Linked DNA regions of Mus musculus: all the other regions are linked to region 1. Evidence: chromatin contacts called from public HiChIP or PLAC-seq and promoter capture Hi-C data. All regions are on one chromosome and are shown on one strand. Each heading gives the region's core, a stretch centred on a gene start, on an enhancer-like site or on the middle of the called end of the contact. The rest is flanking DNA. Distances are from core to core; before and after follow the strand shown. Region 1 holds the start of Hmgn3 (high mobility group nucleosomal binding domain 3). Region 2 has its middle 47 kb from the start of Gm36120. Region 3 overlaps Sh3bgrl2 (SH3 domain binding glutamic acid-rich protein like 2). Region 4 overlaps Sh3bgrl2 (SH3 domain binding glutamic acid-rich protein like 2).

Region 1 (2,518 bases), core at 13-2,512:
GGAATTTCATATAAACAAAACCACCCAGTATAGTGTCTTGTATTGACTTCCATTTAGCATTTTTCTTTTGTTATTTATCTCATCAGGGAAAACTTATTTCTTTGATCACAGAGTAATATTCTACTGTAGACTTATCATGACTTGCTCACCCATTCCCTAGCATTCCCCCTGCAGCCCTTGAGATGGTCACAGTCCCGATTATAGCTTTGTGCTATAATAAACATAATATAATTATATATCATATTATATAATTATAATAGAATCAGTGCTATGATCACACTGATTGATTTTCAGGATGATTTGATTCACAGAACGAATCCTGTGTTCCCAGGTTCAACTCCCCTGGTTATGTATTAGCTTTTTAAAAATGTTGTTGAATTTGATTTGATAAAATTTTGTCTGTGTCTTTGTGCCTATGTTTATGAAGGATGTTGACCAAAAAATCCCCCCCCCCCCAGCCTCCCGGGTCTGAGGTCTTTAGTCAGGATAAAACCGGTCTTAAATAAATTCAGATAATGTATTTTGCAATTCTTTGCGGAATGTCGAGAAACATTACACTATACACAAAATGGTAACCTGGCAGGTGTCGTTTAAATGTACATATTTAATATATAAGTGATTTATTTGTTCCTACATTTCTCGATTTCCCCTTAGTTTCCACAACAAACATTTATATCAATTATAACAATTATTCACACATAGCTGAATAATTGGCTGAATTCATATATGACTTGTAACACAGACTTAAAGAAAAACAAAAAACAAAACAATTAGACCAAGGAACTATGGGGATGGGGGATGGTATTTGCTAGAGATGGAACTGAGAACCTTAGAAACTGTGGAAACTCTTCCAGAACAGACCTTCCTACCCTGTATAGACCCGCACCATGAACACCCGTTACAAGCTTTTATAAGTAACAATTGTACAAGGCACCCCGTGGCCCTATTTACTTTATAAAGTTAACCCAGCATTACTTAATACTAAACTTTTTTTTCCTATGAAGATGCACAATGGTTTAATCCAAAGAAGGCACGTCAAACAATGAAACTCCAAGTTAGTGCAGCCTGAAGGATACTAGTTGAACTGGGCATGCTCAGTCGCCAGGCAGATTTTTTTTTTTTTTCCCAGTGAAGTGGAAACTACAACTGCGCGTACCGGGTGAACGGGGGTGGGCGTGCCCTCGTGGAATTTAGAACGTTCTCTTAGCCAATGGGGCCTCGCGGCTGGCTGGCAGGGCTCGCCATTGGGGGACCGGGATGCGAGCGAGTGGAGCGCCGGGGGAGGAAGCGGAGGTGCAGGTCGGAGAGGCCGGGCTAGCCGAGCCCATTGCGGGAGTAGCAGCAGCGGCCAGGCAGCATCCAGCAGTGTGCCAGGCGGCCCAGAACATTGCTTTACTTTTTTTGCTGCACCAACGTAGTCATTATGCCGAAGAGAAAGGTAAGTCCTGTAAAGGGGGAAAAAAAAACCCTGCTCGCAGGCCCTCGAGTGTGTTTGGAGTAAGCCCCCTGCGCTGCGATGAACGCGGCGATGCGCCTAATAACTCAGGCGCTGGGCACGGCCGCTGCCCGCTCCTTCTGCAAATGCCTGTTGCTGACCTCGCTCGCCCCGCACGGAGCTCTGAGTGTTACTTTCCCTCCAGGGACGTCCTCCCCTCTCCATCAACTCCTGCTTGGAATGGTTTCCATCTCTTGCCAGCAGCCAGGGCGGGTATCCATCCCCCTCGCAGGAGTTTCCTCTTGGCAAACTCAGGTTGTTCTCAGGGTGGAGGGAAAGCAATGAGAGGAGTCTCCCGGGCCAGGGAAATCGAAAAACGTGGAAGCACTCAGAGGAGCTAGGCGGGGTCCGGAGTGTCCCCTGGGCCGTGCCCTGGGCGAGCGCGATGCGGGCGGAAGGCCGGGAGAGGGAAAGCCATGTTTCCCTACGCCAGCCCTGCTGCGCCGCGGACCCGTATGTACCCACTCCGGTGTCAATCACCAGCCGCGAGGGCGGGCGGGGCAGTGCGCAGCGCCGGGTAGGCTGCAAAGAAGGGGACTGGTGCCAAGCTCACTGACCCTGCCAAGGTCAGGGGCCACCAAGCCCCTGCCACTGTCCCACCCACGACCCCACGCTTGGCCAGGCAGGGAACCGAGGTCTTTTTAGTCTCTCCTTTGCCCCTGGTGGGTTGTGTCCCCTCCGCGCAGGGACGTCATGAGCCACACGTGGGGCCACACAGCTCCCTCAGGGTGGGGCTTCGACTTGTCATTGGACTGGTGAAGGAAGGGCAGATATTTTTCTACCCCTCCCAGAGAAAAGCGATGTGTGAGGATTGCGTCCTAAGAAAAAAACCTTCCTGCCACCTGCCCAAAGGACCCAAGTCAACCATCTTGGCCATTAAAGTTGAAACTTGGTTAATACCGTTTTCTCCCGAAGACTGTGCACTGTGTGTGTGTGTGGTTGCTTTATTTAAAACTATCAAAGCTTTAAAATTTTTAGAAGCTTTTGCTTCCTTATGCATCGTCACTAAGAATTTTATTATAA
Region 2 (2,518 bases), core at 11-2,510, 490 kb before region 1:
TGAAACTCCTGCGGCTTTTGATTTGGAAGGAGGCTCAGACTTGGTTTGATGGTTTCTTTATAACATACATGGCATGGGAGGAAAAATAAAAGGTTGTGCATAGCTCCTTCCTGTTTAAAGAGAATATTGTTTCTAGTTTGCAGACAGAGGCAGGAAAATTAGTGAGGGGAATCCAATCATGATAATTGAGAGACTTTCTTCAGAAAAAAAAAATCTTTAAAATTCTTCACCTTTTCCCTTTAATAAGAGGCTATCTAGATTTGATTGGATGGGAAGGAGACCTCAAAATATGTAAAGGCTGATACTTCAAAGAATAAAAGTTTAACCAGGGGGTGGGGGTGGGGTGGGGTGGGGTGGGCAGATAGCACCATCCTGAACTACATAATAAGGCCCTTTAACCTGAGATCTACCTACAACATAGGCCAGTTCTCTTATCTCTTTTTGAAATACGATTCTTCATTGCAATGCACTGGAAGCTGAAATACTTTCACAGTTAAGAAAGTCCTCCTGATCTACAAATCACAGACCACTTGGTGGAAGGCTTCAAAATCTGTTCCTACCCGCTTCAACCTGTCTTATCAAATTAATTCTGCTCCAGTATAAAGACTCTACCTTGAAACCACACATGTGACTGGAAAGTGTCAGCGAGTTTGTTTTTATTCATTTGTAGCTAGTAAGGTTTGACTGAGTCAGTACTGGATTTTGTCCCTGTAAGAAGCTTTCCAGTTTTTTTTTTCCAAAATAGATGCTGGTCTTTGGGTCACAGTGGTGGGGTGAGGATCTTAGGAGCCTCATTCTTGGAAGAAGAAGCCATGGTTTCTCAACCTTACTAGTGCTGCAACCTTTTAATATAGTTCTTCATGTTGTGGTGAGCCCCAACCATCAAATTATTTTCACTGACACGTCATAACTGTATTTTTAACTACTGTTAGGAATTGTAATGTAAATATCTGCACTTTCTGATGGCCTTTGGTGACCATCTGACAGGATCATTAGCCCCCCCCCCCCCAAGGGAACAGACATGACCCGCAGGTTGAGAACTGCTGGATTAAGGAGTGTGTGTGTGTGTGTGTGTGTGTGTGTGTGTGTGTGTGGCCCAGCAAGGCCAATTATAGCCTTCCCTGGAACTGATAAATGAGCACTAAGTTGAAAACATTCTCTCTTCCCAGCCAGGTCTCTAAATTGGAGCGGCAGAGGACAGGGTCACACTCTATGGAGATCTGCAAGGGGAGGTGACCAAGCATAAAAGACTTGAAAGTGACAGGAAAAAGAACTGAAGCAGAGCGATCTCTAGATCCCCTGGTCCCACTGGAAGTGTCACCACTGGGGGTGGAACTGCTGCCAATATGTACAAAGACTCCATTTCAAATTCTTCCATTTTGGTTTCTACAATTTGAAGCTTAAAACATGTCATTTTTAAACTTGTAGGCTTTTGTTTTTTTTTTTTTTCCAACTGCTTCAGTTGTGTTAGCTTTGAAACATTCATAGGCTCACACACAAACTCCAGGGGAAGGACACCAACTGGGTCTGGACCCCTTCCAGTCAGTCACCCCCTGTAATCATCCCCACCCCCCAAAAACAACGACCTCACCATCCCAATAGGTTTTGTTTGTTTATTTAAATTTTTAAATTTTTTAATTTTTGCCTTTTCTAGAAGGCTCTATAGAGGAAACCATATAGCACGTGGCCTTCATTATGCACAGGAATTAGCAAACTTTTGTGAAGGGACAAGTAGTAGACATTGTCAGCTTCGAAGGACACTTTGGTTGCTCTTGCTACTATTCAGCTCTGTCACCATAGCTTGAGAGCAGTCACAGGCAATCCGTAAATAGCTGGATCTGGCTTGCAAGCCAGATAGTCTACTGACCCCCCGAGTCAGGAAGCACAAAGCAGAGGGGCTCCATCCACATCCGACCCAGATGAAGTTTATTCCTTTGGATGGCTGAACAATGTTTTACAGTGTGGCTGTCTGACAGTACCTTTGTCCATTTAGAAGGGGAGACACATGGGAGTGTGCTTGAGGCTCAGTGGCTATGAATTAACATTGAGCTATGAACTGAATGTTTCCCCCACATTTGGAATGGAACTCGATCATCAGTGTACAGAGGTAGAGCCTTTGGAGCTCTTTAGGTCACAATGGCTCCTCCTTCATGAACGAGATGGGGGTCTTGACAAGAGAGACTTTGCTTAGGCGTTTTCCTTAGGAGGACGCAGTATTCACCCACTCTGAGAGGAGGTCACAGATGGGCTCTCAATACTTACCACACCTGCTAGACTCTTCGGAACGTCCTGGCTTCCAGAAATGTGCCCTATCAGGGGCCAGCTGAGCTGGTTACATGGTGGTGGTTTTAAAGCTGGTAAGTCAGTGATAATTTGTTACAGGAGCTGGTTGTTCCTGTATGGAACAGACTAAGCTCTATAGTGCTTATTTTTAAGGCAAGTCCTTCAAGTTATTAAGTTAAACCAAAGTCGTACATCATGGTTCTCTTCTTACATACATTCTTTAATGTCACATGTT
Region 3 (2,518 bases), core at 14-2,513, 450 kb before region 1:
ACCTGTCAGTCATTAAGGAAGTTGACCTATCACGGGGAGAGTACTTTCAGGTGAGTGAGGCAACTGCAGACGAATCAGAAAATAAGAGGATCCACCACCACAGAACTGATTGGCTCAGAGCAATCATGCAGTCCCCATTATTCCCATGTCCTCCAAAGACACCTTCTCCAGGTCAGACGAAGTTACTGATTGTGTGTGTGGCTTTGTCACAGTGATGCATCAGGTAAGCAGGCGAGTGCTGAGTACCAGGGGGTGCTCCAAACGCAACTCCATCACCTTCTACTTTTTACCTCTAAGGTTCCGCCTATTAAACACAAGAGGGGAAAGGCACGGTCATTACACTGCATCGACAAGAACGCTTGCCTTTCGCAGTGTTTTGTTTTTGAAATGTCAGGAACAGATATGAGGGAGGTTATAATGACTCACCCTGTTACTGAGAGGGCGAAGTCTCGGCTTTTAAGCCAGAGCCTCGACTTCAGTCCTACCCACCCAACCTGCAAACAAGCAAAGAAAAGCTCCATCTCTCTGCAGCCACCAAGTCTCCTTCTTTGAACACTGCTGTGCTATTAGCTCACAACAGGTGGCTGTGACCTCCCAGGAGCATGAAGAGGTACTGCTTAAGGGTGGCCCTGGATGAATGACATCATCAGAATGGCCACATCATTCATAACGCATCACCACCCCTGTTGTCCAAGTGCCACTCTGTCTGTCCCCATGACCCAATTAAACAAGTGTCACCAAGAAGCCACTGCAATTTGCTCCAATATAGCCAAAGGGTGTGCAGTGCAATCAGCAGTTATGGATTCTGAAAATCACCCCTTGTCTTAGTGACCTGGGAGCAAAAGTCTCCATACCAGCTGCTGAATCTTTAAAGAATCTGTGCCTTTGGAGAAAATGAGACCAGAGATGGTGTGTACTCAGTATCTTCTATGAGGTTTTGACACAGCCTACTGGCTTCTGCCTCTGGAAGGTAATCCTTGCCCCAGGCTTTCCCCACCACACACACTGCCCCATCCCCCAATTCTCTGAAGATAAATCTGGATTGTTTAATATATTTGGGTGGAATATTTTATATAAATACTAATTTTCCTAACAAATATTCAAATGTCTGACTGGCATAAAAATAGTCTTAAGAACCTGTAAATACTTTCTGTGTGGGTGTGCCTCTGCTAAAAACCATGTGCATAGGAACCACCCACAAGCCATCTGCGGGCTTGCTGATGTAAAACAAGGCGTGTTCTCATGGTGGAGGCTCTGCTGCAGGTGCTGCAGCGGGGCTACTATTACTGAAAGCCTCTGTCTCCTCTCACAGGGGCTTCAGATGGTACCTGTCCTAGGCAGCCTCAAAGGACCCGCTACTTCGACAAAGCTTCCAGAATGCACTGCAGGTTCGGCTGCATTAAAATAGATACTTTAGAATTCAGCCTCCACTTGAGCTATAGCCAAGCCTCAGTTACTGTGTATGTCTATGAGGATTGTAAGGCGCACTGGAAAAGTGTCAATATGGTTGGCTCTGGCTAGTGAGTTTAATATTCTATTTTACACATATTTACTTCTTTACAATTTAAAAAAATAAGCCTAACTGACTTTTCTAGTCACAAAACCAGTCTTTTTAAATGAAATAACCAAACTATTAACTTACTTGGTTTTTATTTTTAAAGTAAATCTTGTGCTTTATATGGCTATGAAAATATTCATTATTCCTAAGTCTTTGCACAAAACAGACTCAGGTTCTTCACATTTTCCAAAAGGTATGATGCGATACGAGGCTTTAAAAATACTCAGGTTGGATTAGGAAGTGTGACACCTCTTTCAGGTCTGATTTGAGATGCCTCTCAAATGTGGCTCTGCTTCCGCCATTTCATAAAGCTGCTGCCCCTTGGCCTTGTGGGGCATCCATCCCACATCCTTGCCAGGACCCCCGCATTCTCTAGTCTCTCCAGCACACAGCCCCTGCACTTCTGTGCCCCACCATGGTTCAAAGCATCTCCAGGTGAGTGGGATGCTTCAATCACGACATCTATGCAAACTGGTGTGATGCTGTGTTAAGAAATGAGGAGAGGAAAGCCCAGCCCTGGGCAAAGGCAAGGGGGATCGCTGGGAGTTCAAGGCTAGCCCAACAGACATAATAAGTTCTAAGACAGTCAGCCACAGAAAGGCACTGTCTCAAAAGAAACAACAGCAGGCTTGGTGGCGAGTGCCTTTAATTCCAGCATTCAGAAGGTAGAGGCCAGTGGATCTTGGTGAATTCCAGGTTATCCTGGTCTCAGAGAGTGCAGGACAGCCCCAGGATGACACAGAGAAACTGTTGTCTCAAAAAAATGAAAAAATAAAACAGCAACAAAAAACAAAAGAGAAATAAGGCCAGGAGAAAGCTTTTCATGATCAGTACAGATGTGATTCCCCATCTGTGACCAAACAAATCATAAACGTGAAAGGTACAGACACAGGGGTAAAACACAATGTGAATTTATAATTTAAATAAAAACTAGCTACCTATTTTGCTACCTTAAATTCC
Region 4 (2,518 bases), core at 10-2,509, 420 kb before region 1:
GATGCCACTATTTGGAGAGATTCTCTCCGCAAATTATATACAACTCATACATGTGCTTCCTGTTAATTAGAGGATACTGTGTGGAAGAGCTGTTCCAGCAAAATCTGCTAAAATCGTCAAACCCCACCATCGGGAGGAAATCCTGCTGACGACGGTCTTTTCCACAGCAGACTGTAAGACTGCTGCCTGAGGCAGCACCTTCAAAAGGCTTGAGGTGTGGTTCTGCAGCCCTGTTTCTGGAGTTTGCTGTTCCCACCTCTCCCCATCAGTCAACTGGTAACTGTGAGGAGTGACTGAAGAGCTGATTAACAACTATTTACAGCTGAAAGATCACGCGGGGGGGGGGGGACGACAGCAGGCCATTTTCATAATTATATTTTATATACAGTAATTGCAGGCTGTGATATGCTCACGTTGCCACAGAGGGCATAAATTAATGTAATGCACTGAAGTGTTCTAACCCTGCACTGTGTAGACCAGGCTTCTGTTGTGGGTTGGCCACCATCAGCTCATCAGATCCTTCCTCCCTCCTCATGAAGGGAGTCGTCTGGCTTGGCCTCACCATCCCCCTGCCTCAGTCTTCTAGGTGGTAGCATCAGAGGCCAGGGCCACCATACCCAACTAGTGTTACTTCTCGAGGATAACCGACAACCATCAACTTCAGCTGGACACTGGAGGTTTCATTCCAGAGCAAAGTGCCTCCAGGAGCTCTGCTGGCCAGCTCAAATCTCCCCGGGAACTGCCCGCAGGCTACTCTCTGCACTGCAGGTAGACATAATAACCATCTTTGATTTGCAAGTGCTTCTAAATTCTGGTCTCTACATAGAACTTCTCTACATCTTCAGCCTCAGAGTTCTCCATCCCATTTTGATAGTAGACAAATTAAAACCAACAAAAGAGAGAGAGAGACAGACAGACAGACAGACAGAGACAGACAGACAGAGACAGAGACAGTGGGGAATGGGGAAAGGAAGAAAAACTCCATGTCTCAGGACCCCCCCCCCCAAGCTCCTAGGATGTTCTATTTATCGCCCTAGGAAATAAAGAAAAACTCAAGGGCAAAACCAAGGCCTCTCCAATCAGGTCTAGTACAAAGGCTCCCTGGGCTGTAAGGCCAAGACAGCCAGAAGGCATGTACCTTATGAGGAGAGTTACTGAAGCTAGTGACGGGAGCCAAGAACCTCAAGCCCAGCGTCAGAAACACAAGAGGAAGTTTGAATGAACTGCGTCCAGACAAAAAGGGAGTGTCTTGCAGGTTGAAAGGCAGCCGCTGAGTCAAGGAGCAACTCTGCAGGAGGGGGAGAGAGACTGAGGCTTTCTCCATCACATGCTTACTCACCTAACCGCAAAGGCTCTGTATTACTCGATTTTACTTTACACTCTCAGTTTAAAAATCTTTCCGAATACACCACATATGTTCTCTATTGTTGAGCCCAGTAAGCTGAACCCAAATATACCAACCTGATCTAATCTGCTCTGGCACAAGCAGGACTTTCGTTTACATGCTCTGATAGAGCACGCTGACATTCTCAAGAGGCCACTTAGGGGTAAAAATCTGGCTTTCCTATCCACACTAGCCTAAACCCGCGCCCTACAAGTCTACAGATCTGCCCTTACGAATGCAGCAGCCAGCTCTCGGCGCCACTCCGAGTCAGCAGTAGCTCCGAACACTCTGCCTATATAAGCCAGTGCACCCTCCTGGGCAGCTGAACAGGCAGGCCTAAGGGCAGTGAGTCAACTGTGCCTCCCTCCCAGGACTCCAACTTTACCCCAGCAGACTGACACTCAAAAGAAGGAATAATGCAATAAGCTGTCTTCCTAACACAGATTCTTCAAGCCACTTACTTAAGAAGCAGTGAAACAAATCATGTTCCCAAAGCTTTTACGTTTTAAAGCAAACTCGATTTGCAAATTCATTCCTGTTGGTTTTCTGAAGTGTCCATAAACTCTTGATTAGCTTTTTATATACATACATAGAGTGTTTCAGAAACAATTTCAATGTATCCACTCAAATGCCAAATTCTCTACTAGAAAATCTGCAAGAGCTAAAGGCATACAGGCCAGTCCCTGACCCAGAAGAAATTAGAATTCCTATAAATCACAGGCAGAAGGCCCTGAGAGCCACCCTACAGGTGGCATGGTAGGCTGAAATTGAAGAGCCCTCCCACTTTGGACAGCAAGAAGAGAGAGGCAAAGGGAGCGTGGGGAAACAGCCCTGCCCCATGCTTTGAAGAGCGAAGGGAATGGGACTGCATGTCACATAGGGAGTCCTCAGACAAGGTGGAGAGGACCACAGGACCAGCCAGGGTGGAGGAGAAGCCTGGTGTATTTATGGCGAGAGAAAGCTACACAGACAGACCAGAAACAGGTCAGACTGCCCAGGTGCCAGGTCAAGCATCCAGACATTTGGGTGTTAACACTGAGGGCCAATGGGACTCTGCCAGGCCCTCTGACCCTCATACAGAGACTTCATCTCATTAACAGAATGACTTTTTTTCTTTTAAATGGAAACAGAATT

What was found. Promoter capture Hi-C pulls out the DNA fragments that hold promoters and counts their contacts. HiChIP or PLAC-seq counts read pairs in DNA pulled down with a chosen protein or histone mark.
Region 2: a promoter capture Hi-C map of liver shows a contact between it and region 1, with 3 times the contacts expected there. The contact joins the enhancer-like site here to the promoter of Hmgn3 in region 1. A contact is called at or near these places in 10 of 39 promoter capture datasets (the 3T3-L1 cell line, the C10 cell line, cranial neural crest and 5 more), 1 of 115 datasets of contacts at active chromatin or transcription factors (large pre-B cells) and 1 of 9 other capture datasets (adipose tissue).
Region 3: a promoter capture Hi-C map of hippocampal neurons shows a contact between it and region 1, with 3 times the contacts expected there. The contact joins the enhancer-like site here to the promoter of Hmgn3 in region 1. A contact is called at or near these places in 15 of 39 promoter capture datasets (the 3T3-L1 cell line, 3T3-L1-derived adipocytes, the C10 cell line and 10 more), 1 of 484 Hi-C or Micro-C datasets (palatal mesenchyme), 1 of 115 datasets of contacts at active chromatin or transcription factors (cardiomyocytes) and 3 of 9 other capture datasets (adipose tissue, liver and macrophages).
Region 4: an HNF4G HiChIP or PLAC-seq map of pancreatic cancer cells shows a contact between it and region 1. The contact joins the enhancer-like site here to the promoter of Hmgn3 in region 1. A contact is called at or near these places in 4 of 39 promoter capture datasets (the C10 cell line, cranial neural crest, maxillary cranial neural crest and 1 more), 1 of 15 datasets of contacts at CTCF or cohesin (large pre-B cells), 2 of 115 datasets of contacts at active chromatin or transcription factors (astrocytes and pancreatic cancer cells) and 2 of 9 other capture datasets (adipose tissue and macrophages).

Annotation. Positions count from the first base shown.
Region 1 is chr9:83,145,351-83,147,868 of GRCm38.p6, reverse strand. Hmgn3 (high mobility group nucleosomal binding domain 3) reads left to right here and starts at 1,262. Exons shown (of 6, transcript NM_026122.4): 1 at 1,262-1,438. The coding sequence starts at 1,424.
Region 2 is chr9:83,633,538-83,636,055 of GRCm38.p6, reverse strand. No RefSeq gene overlaps it. Among named protein-coding and RNA genes, the nearest start is that of Gm36120, 47 kb to the left of the region's middle. Within about 2 kb of position 1,260, at least 4 of the 459 cell types and tissues checked have an H3K27ac peak or open chromatin away from gene starts, as enhancers often do.
Region 3 is chr9:83,595,011-83,597,528 of GRCm38.p6, reverse strand. It overlaps Sh3bgrl2 (SH3 domain binding glutamic acid-rich protein like 2), which reads right to left. Exons shown (of 4, transcript NM_172507.5): 4 at 1-304. The coding sequence ends at 293. Among named protein-coding and RNA genes, the nearest start is that of Gm39384, 23 kb to the right of the region's middle. Within about 2 kb of position 1,263, at least 15 of the 459 cell types and tissues checked have an H3K27ac peak or open chromatin away from gene starts, as enhancers often do. A contact at or near this core is called in hippocampal neurons, where this site is marked.
Region 4 is chr9:83,563,097-83,565,614 of GRCm38.p6, reverse strand. The region is part of intron 1 of Sh3bgrl2 (SH3 domain binding glutamic acid-rich protein like 2); the gene reads right to left. Among named protein-coding and RNA genes, the nearest start is that of Gm39384, 8.8 kb to the left of the region's middle. Within about 2 kb of position 1,259, at least 104 of the 459 cell types and tissues checked have an H3K27ac peak or open chromatin away from gene starts, as enhancers often do. A contact at or near this core is called in pancreatic cancer cells, where this site is marked.